Linked DNA regions of Macaca mulatta: region 1 is linked to region 2. A link is a contact called in public Hi-C data. All regions are on one chromosome and are shown on one strand. The core of a region is the stretch at or near the end of the contact, and the rest is flanking DNA. Distances in the headings are between cores, read along the strand shown.

Evidence for each region. A called contact is a pair of places that touch in the nucleus more often than the background predicts.
Region 1: a contact with region 2 is called in a Hi-C map of liver, with 2.4 times the contacts expected there. The contact joins the promoter of KIF27 here to the promoter of UBQLN1 in region 2. A contact is called at or near these places in 2 of 14 Hi-C or Micro-C datasets (fetal cortical plate and liver).

The regions. Positions count from the first base shown.
Region 1 is chr15:114,858,706-114,863,258 of T2T-MMU8v2.0, forward strand. It overlaps KIF27 (kinesin family member 27), which reads right to left and starts at 2,518. Exons shown (of 18, transcript XM_015118008.3): 1 at 2,318-2,518.
Region 2 is chr15:114,634,184-114,638,392 of T2T-MMU8v2.0, forward strand. UBQLN1 (ubiquilin 1) reads right to left here and starts at 1,325. Exons shown (of 10, transcript XM_015118003.3): 1 at 884-1,325. The coding sequence starts at 1,063. It also overlaps the pseudogene LOC114672828.

The DNA of each region.
Region 1 (4,553 bases), core at 1,268-3,767, 230 kb after region 2:
GCGCACGCGCCTATAGTCCCAGCTACTCAGGAGGTTGAAGCGAGAGGGTCCCTTGATCCCAAAAGGGTCGCGACCCTGTCAAAAACAAAACAAAATAAAACAAAACTCTGCAATGGTACTCTGCATTTGTAATTCTGTGAGTAGATGGCATGAAGAGGATCACAACAAAAAAAAATTAACATCACTCTTCTAAAAGTCCCCTGAGAATAAAAAAAATATCAGGTCCCTTGGGCTGTAAAATCCCAAAAGAGAGTCAACAAACTATCTGTAATGGCTGAAACAAAGAGATACACCTAACCTTAGCAGTTTTAAAATCATTCTAATGAATTTTACACTGGAAAAAAAAAAATGCTCATGTGTTTGATAAATCCTTTCTTGGATCTTAAAGAACTCTACAATCATTTGGTACTGGAAACTTTTCCAGTTGCAGGAATGCTGAGTTAATTCTTCCAAATGTCTCTGAAAACCAACATTTGAAGTCACCATACAGATTAGTTTATTTCTTTGTATGCCATCAAATTAAAGCAAAACTCATGGACGATGTTAAGCCAAACCTAACTGCTTCCAATGAAGTTGCTAATAAAAAATGCCAAATTGGGATATTTTCATTTCTTGGGTTTTTGTTTTGTTTTGTTTTTGAGACAAGGTCTGGCTCTGTCATCCAGGCTGGAGCACAGCGGCACCATCTCGGCTCACTGCAACCTCAGCCTCCTGGTTCAAGCGATTCTCGTGCCTCAGCGTCCAAAGTAGCTGGGATTACAGGCACCACGCCAGGCTAATTCTTGTATTTTTAGTAGAAACGGGGTTTCACCATGTTGCCCAGGCTGGTCTCGACCTCCTGGGCTGAAGAGATCCACCCGCCTCAGCCTCCCAAGGTACTGGGATTCCAGATATGAGCCACCATGCCCAGCCTCATTTCTTGGGGTTTTTAATGGTAATATCTATAAACAATTTGGTTATAAAGGCAACTGAAACTTATTCTAAGCATTAAAAAAAATAATAACGGGGCCAGGCACGGTGGCTCATGCCTGTAATCCCAGCACTTTGGGAGGCCAAGGCAGGTGGATCACTTCAGCCCACGAGTTACAGACCAGCCTGGGCAACAGGGTGAAACTCTGTCTCTACTAAAAATACAAGAATGGGCCAGGCAGTGGTGACGCACCTGTAGTCCCAGCTACTTGGAAGGCTGAGGTTGGAGGATTGCTTGAGCCCGGAAGGTTGAGGCTGCAATGTGCCACTGCACTCTAGCCTGAGTAACAGAGCGAGACCCTGTCTCAAAACAAAACAAACAATAATAAGGGTCCACAAACATAGGGCTTGTAAAACATCAATATACAAGAAACAAAGTTTTTCCACAATCCATAGCACTTATACTTCTTCAGATTCTGATCAATTATAGTCATCAGAAACATACGTATTATGTCACCAATAAATGAAAAAAGGCGAAATCTGATTGGCTGGTCGTATTTAAGTATACTCAATGGGTTTTTGAAATCTGAGGAAAGGCAAGAGAAATATTTAATCCCTCATGTCATGTCACTGGTCAGGAATGAGTGTCTCCAAAAACCGCTGCCATCCCGTCCCCTTGATTTCCCAGAAAGCAGTGGTTGTCTGAAATGTGTGGTTTGTTAATTATTTTCATAAGAAACTTCCCAGTAGATGGATAGTAAATCGCATGAGGAGCTCAGAAAAGGCCCCAAATGCGTAAAGACAAAGGAGTAAAGAAAAGCAAACAACAAAGATTTTCAACACTGGAGACGGCGGTGTTACTTAAAAGGTGTTTCAAAGAAAGAATCGGGGCGCTTTGCTCTTTACAGCACCTGCCTCCGAGGGAGGGAGCTCTCGAGCTTGAATGCGCCGAAGTTTCAACCTCTACAGTGGGAAAAAGACGCCTGCGACAAAACAAAGCGCTCGGTGGTGGTGGCCCTCGCGTCGCACCTCACGCCGTGCAGCTACACGAGACGAACACGGGGTGCGCTCCGGGGGGCCGAGTCCCGCGTTGGGGTCGATCCCCGTTCCCCAGGCCCCGCTCCTCAGGGCTGAGCCAGCTTTCTCCGGAAGGGGCGCTCTGCCTCCAGTCGTTCGCCGGGCTCCCATTCCTGACCCCAGACCCCTCGGGCACCCCCATAGGCCTCGCTGGCGCCCCTACCGCCCACCCTCTGGCTCCCACCCCGCGACGGCCCAGACCCCAAGCCGGCGCCTACTAGTCCCAACGGCGGGCTGGGAGCGCGGGCGCGGCGGGCTGGAGGGCGGGTGCCGCGAAAGGGAGGGCGCCCCACTTCCCCGCACCGCCCGGCCAGGCCCGCCGCGCACTGACCGGCTCGGGACAGCCCAGGGCCCTGGCGGCGAGGGCTGGACTCCTCAGCTTCGCTCTGCCACGCCGCGCCGCCGCCGCCCGCGTCTTTTGTTGTCGCGGGTTCTCCTGGCAACCGGCGAAGCCCGCCTCCCGCCGCGTCCTCCCCGGGTCGCGGCGTCCTGGCCCCGCCCCCGAACCTGGGCACGTCCCCAAGCCCGTGCGCAAGAGTCCTGCGTCCCCAGGAAGTCCGCAAAAGGCCAGCTCTCGGGCTTCCCTGCAAACCCGAGTTGTGTCCCACTAACGCGCTGGGACCGGTCTGTGAGGCCTGAGCGGAAGCATCTTTCCACGGGTTCGTGAAATGAATGAGAACGATTCCACACTGTGTTTCAATATCTTAGCTACCAATTCAGTTTATTTTTATTTTTATTGAGTAAAACTTGCATAACATAAACCATCTTAAAACTTACAATTCAGTGGCGTTTAATGCCTTCACAGTGCATTAAACTATCACCTCTGTATATAGTTCAGAAACATTTTCATAACCCCAAAAGAAAATCTCCAAACCAGTTAGTCATTCCTTCCAGTTCCCCTCTCCCCACAACCCCAGCCAGCCACTAATCTACTTTCTGACTCTATGATAGATTTACCTATTCTGGGCATTTCATTATTGATGGAAGCATTCAGTATATGACCTTTTGTGTCTAGCTTCTTTTGCTTAATGTTTTCAAGCTACAGTCATGTTGTAACAACTATCAGGACTTCTTTTTTTTTTTTGAGACGGCGTCGCGCTCTGTCGCCCAGGTTGGAATGTAGTGGCATGATCGCGGATCACTGCAAGCTCCGCCTCCCGGGTTCAAGCGATTCTCCTGCCTCAGCCTCCCGAGTAGTTGGGACCACAGGCGCGTGCCACCACACCCGGCTAATTTTTTGTATTTTTAGTAGAGATGGGGTTTCACTGTGTTAGCCAGGATGGTCTTGATCTCCACTGACCTTGTGATCCATCCGCCTCGGCCTCTCAAAGTGCTGGGATTACAGCCGTGAGCCACCGCGCCCGGCCCTTTAGATGGAGTTCCACTCTTATTGCCCAGGCTGGAATGCAATTGCGCTATCTAGGCTCAACGCAACCTCCACCTCATGGGTTCAAGCCATTCTCCTGCCTCAGCCCCCGGAGTAGCTGGGATTACAGGCATGTGCCACCACGCCCGGCTAAGTTTTCTGTATTTTTAGTAGAGACGGGGTTTCACCATGTTGGGCAGGCTGGTCTCGAACTCCTGACCTCGGGTGATGCGCCCACCTCGGCCTCCCAAAGTGCTGGGATTATAGGCGTGAGCCACCCCGCCGGGCCTGTTTTCAGGTTTTTTAGGTATGGACCTAAGAGTGGAATTGCTGGGTTGCATCGTAGTATTTAACTTTACCAATTTAGCTTTAAAAGCTTTAGTGCCTCCTGTTTTTAGTAGCACAATCTAAGCATCTTCAAAAATACTTCCTTCTCTCATGAAATATACGAATGAAGGTGGGGAAAAAAGCTGACTATTTATGGTTTTTTTTTTTTCTTTTAACTGAATTATTTAAATTTTTAAAAATTCAGGCTGGGCACAGTGGCTCACACCTATAATCTCAGCACTTTGGGAGGCTGAACTGGGAGGATCACTTGAGCCCAGGAGTTCGAGACCAGCCTGGGCAACATAATGAGACCCCCCCCCCCAATCCCTACAAAAAATCAAAACTTAGTCGGGTGTGGCCGAGCATGCCTGCAGTTCCAGCTACTCTGGAGGCGGAGGTAGGAGGATCGTTTGAGCCTGGGTGGTCAAGGCTGCAGTGAGCCATCGTTGCACCACTGCATTCCAGCCTGGGTGACAGAATGAGACTCTACCTCAAAAAAATAATAAATAATACATAATTTTTAAAATTCTAAGATTTGAATTGATTATGCTGCATTTTTAGAACTCTTTTTGAAAACAAACTCACATCATGACTGTGAATTGCTGAGTCAAACTGGTCTGCTGACAAAGCTTCAATGATTAATAGTACGTAACAATTTAAGTCTGGGAATACCCGGAAGTCTCAACAGAAGTTCTCAAGAGGCCACACAATTGCAGAGAGGAGGTCAGCAAATGCCTAACAGCATTAGAATGGGGCATTTTCCTTTGTCCCCAAATTGATGTCTTGAGTCCAGAGTTAGAGAAAAGGAGTTAAGTACTTAAGTTCCCCACACTGTAAAGTGAATGCCAGTCATTGCCAACCCTTCCTCCCTAGG
Region 2 (4,209 bases), core at 75-2,574:
ATACACTAAAATTATTTGTTAAATTCCACCAAGGATCTTAATTAACTGCAAGATTTGTATTCCTGAACGAAGTTTAAGTAATATTCTCCATTAACTCCAATTTTCTTTTATTTGGCTGCAACAGCTAATATCAACATCGCTATCGCCTCTCTAAAATCAAACAAAAACCTACCCAATGACTGGCATCTAAGAGATGATAAACATACTAAAAGGGAAAGAGCAAGTCATCAATGAAAGAAAGTCATTCACTTTTCTCCTTAAACCTAGTACTATTACTATTACTTAAGATGGAGCTAAAATCGGTTTCTACGTCATAATTTTTTTAAAAAGGTTGCAAGGTGGGAAAGATTTCAGGAGTTAAAATGCAGAACTAAATATACACGTGCACCTCACCCCAAAACCTATCTTAACAAGCAGGCACGTAAAACAACGAGGATCCCACCCAACCCCTTTTTTAATTCATAAAGCAAAACCGCAGCCTGAGCTAAAGCGAACCCTCGCCCCCGCCCAGCCTCCACCCCGCCCGGAGCCTAGCGGTGGGTCCCTTTCCTTTGTGAGGAATTGGAGGGGAGGCGACGGAGGGCGGGGAACTGGGGGAGGAGGCTGAGGGTCGGCGGATGCCAGGGAAAGAAGGCTCCGAGAAAAGCGGCATCGGCCCGTCCCACAAACAGGCCGCGCCGCCACGCCACAAACCACTGCGGTGTCCCAAAGCGCAAACCCACTAACTTGGGTGTGATCTAATTTGGGACGACGCCCGGGAGAATGGCCGAGGGCACCTGGGAGGATGACCCCTCTCCCAGGTCCTTCCCAAAAGGTCTCTTGGCGCGGCGGGCGGAGGTCCTGCCGCCACCCCCATCCCGGCCCGAGCACCAGGCGACCTCACCTGCTGGACGGAGCTATTCTCGGGCACGGCGAATTCCTCCTTTTCCTTCGGTGTCTTCACGGTGACTTTCATGATTTTGGGCTCCGCGGAGGCAGCGGCCGCGGGGACGCCAGCACCTTCGGCTCCGGCAGCGCTATCCTGGGAGCCCGGAGGACCGCCGCTTTCACCACTCTCGGCCATGGCTGCAGCGGCGGCGGCGGTGACTCAGGCAAGCAGGAGTGAGCAGGCGAGCAAGGAGGAGCCAGCAGACACCAAAGCCGACAGGCCTGGACAGCGAAGAATGCAGAGCACGCCGCCTCACTAGCAACGGGCGCAGGGCCACCCTAGCGGGTGTGGGGCCTCGGAGCTCGGTGCAGGCTCTGGCGCAGGCCCGGGTCAGGCGCTCGGCAGTCGCCGTGTGTTCAGGCGCCGCTCGCTCACATCGACATCCGCAGCAGCCACCGCTTCCTCCTCCCTGCCCCTTCCCCCACGTCCCTTCGCCGGCGCCGCGCGGAGCACGCCGGGTAACGCGCCTGGCGGCGTCGCCGAGTCATCCCTGGCTGGCGCCGCTTTGAGCTCAGCCTACGTGCCTTTTCCTTTCCCGCTCCATTGCCCAAAGTGTAGGCGAAGCCAGTGTGAAGGACTAAAAGCAAAATGGGGCGGGGCAGCTCAGTTCATGGTTTTTTTCCGTTCCCTTCACCAAAAACTAAATTGCAGTTTCCAGTTAAGCGCTGTAACGGCGCACCGAGATGACGTCAAGGTTAGCGAAATTACTAGAAAGGGACCAGTGGGCCCTGCGACCGCGGATGCGCCTGCGCGCTCGCGGTCCAGGTAATCTCCCCACCTTACTTCATTCCCGGCTGGGCAATGCTCAGCCCTCCGCGCTGTCACAGTCGCCTTGCCCTGCCTTGCCTCTCTGCCTACTCTGCGTTCCCCGCTGGGAGGAGGGTCTGGTGATAAAATAGCGGCGAGGTATTTTGTTGTTATTTTAATATGCTTAGCGTTTCATATTTGGAGGGCTGGTATTGCCCTATGCGGGGGAGTTGGGATAAGTTAATGGCGGAAAGGTCCACAGCACAACAAACAGAAAATGGAGTAAACGCCTGTGACTGCCCTGCGCAATCCCGCGGAGTCATTGCTTCGTGGCCAGAACTTATTTACCGCCCTCGGGTTAGCCCTGTTTGGTCAGACGATCAATCAGGCGACCTGTATTGACAGTGGCCTCTGCTGCTGCGATGACAGCTGTGCGCGAGCGCCCCCCGATTCTCTGTGAACTCGATTTCCTACAGTGTGTAGGGCGGAACAGGGTGCCCGAGGAGTGTCCACCCAACTGGGACAATGTAATATAGCTGAGGTGTTCACTTTCTATTCTATCAAGTTACTGCTCAATGTCAGGCTTTAAGTGGCATTAAAGATAGTTCCAAAATTATTTTCAGTGTAATACAGATAGAAATAAATTATCTCTGAGAATCCGAATTTGAAATTATATCATTTGGTTTTAAAGATGACTTGCAAGGAAAGTACAAACCAGCACATTAACTATATTAATCAGTGTTGCACAATTTAAATCCTGACAGCCCATGGTGACCCAAATCCGCAAAGATACATTTTGCATTTCTGCTCCTAAGCCGTCCAACCCTGTTCTCAGAATAAATACTGTTACATAAACACGACTTTTTAGCAGAGCTATATGGAATCTGGGTCTAAGAGAATTCTGAGGGTATCGATTTCAGGATAGACATCATTTGATATCACCTAAATTTCTGGCAGCGTGGCTCAAATAACAAGGCCTTCTGCTTAATGAAGGATGACTACTTGGTTATGTCTAGGTGTGAGGTAATCACTGCTTCTCAAGATAGAAAGTGCCACAACTGGACAATCAATCATTTGGAATTTCTTCCATATGTCTAAATAAAATTTCTCCTCAACTTCATCAGCTCCTCATTACCTGTTTTTCCCTGTCATGCTGTGTCTTACCTGCACGCTTTGCCTAAGCTGCCTTCCTCTACCTAGAATGACTTTCTCCTTGCCTTCACCTGTCTAACTTCTATGCATCCTATATCACATGCTCCAGGAAGACTTGACGGTTTTTCTCTTGATTCTCCAGCAAATACCGTGTGTGTGTGTGTGTGTGTGTGTGTGTGTGTGTGTGTCTCCATGCATTTATGGACTTTGCAATTATCTGTGTCTACATTGTCTAAAAATGTTTGATGTGTGTGACATTATAAGGTAATAAGATTTACCTGTAAGAAGATACTGTATAGTTATCCATTGTTAGGGCACTTTTTTGATATAATCCTGACCTGTAAGAGACATTGGAGGTGGTGGGGACCATGGTGTAAATCAGAGATTAGTCAACTTTCTGGGAGGGCTGGATAGTAAATATTAGGCTGGTGCCAAAAAAAAAAAAAAAGCAAAAACCGCAATTATTTATGCACCAACCTAATATTTTAGGCTTTGTGGGCCACAGGATCTCAGTCTAAAACACTAAGCTATGTCCTTGTATCACAGAGTAACCGTTGACAATACATACATGAATAATCACAGCGTGTTTACTAAAAACTCTACTTGCAAGATAAAAACAGACATAAGATCTGATTTGGCCCACAGAAGATAGTTTGCCAACCCCAGGTCTAGATGTTTATTTGTGGCATTTTCTTCTGAATGGTTTTTGTTTGTTAAATGGTCTGGATAAAATTTTAAGAGTACATTTTATCACAATTAATGCCCTAATACTGTATAATACTGTACTGAGCATACAAGAATAATAAGACTCAGTTTCTGCTGTCAAAAAACTTGAAGTGATAGTTGGATGGTGGGGGTAAGGGATGGGAGGGAAATTGGCAGTGATGTGCTGGTAAATGACTAATAACCAGTCCTCCTGAAAATAAACTTTGATTTATTACATTTGCCAATTTCCTTGATGTAAATCTTGCAAATGGTTACCAACTTGAGATCACCTTCCTCACAAAACATGTGAAATTTTACCAGTAAGCCCTCACAAGCCAGTATGAGCCAGCTGCAACTGAAGAAGTCCCATTTTGAGAAAATCCATTATTCAGAGTTCAAGTATATTGATAGAAGGTTATTATTCACATGATGGAATAATTCTTTTTTGACAAAATGATTCAGTCAATCAATAAGAATTCACTGAGTATCCTCTAACAAACGTTAATCCTCTAATCTTGTGTCCAGGAACATACCTTTAATACGAGGTACTACATATGTCATATAAGTGCTAGAAATAACATGCCTTCATCATGTTACTACCCTACTCAAAAATCTATCATAAGTTTCCCACTGCCTAGAATATAAAACCAAAGCTTTTTCTTTTTTTTTTTTTTTGA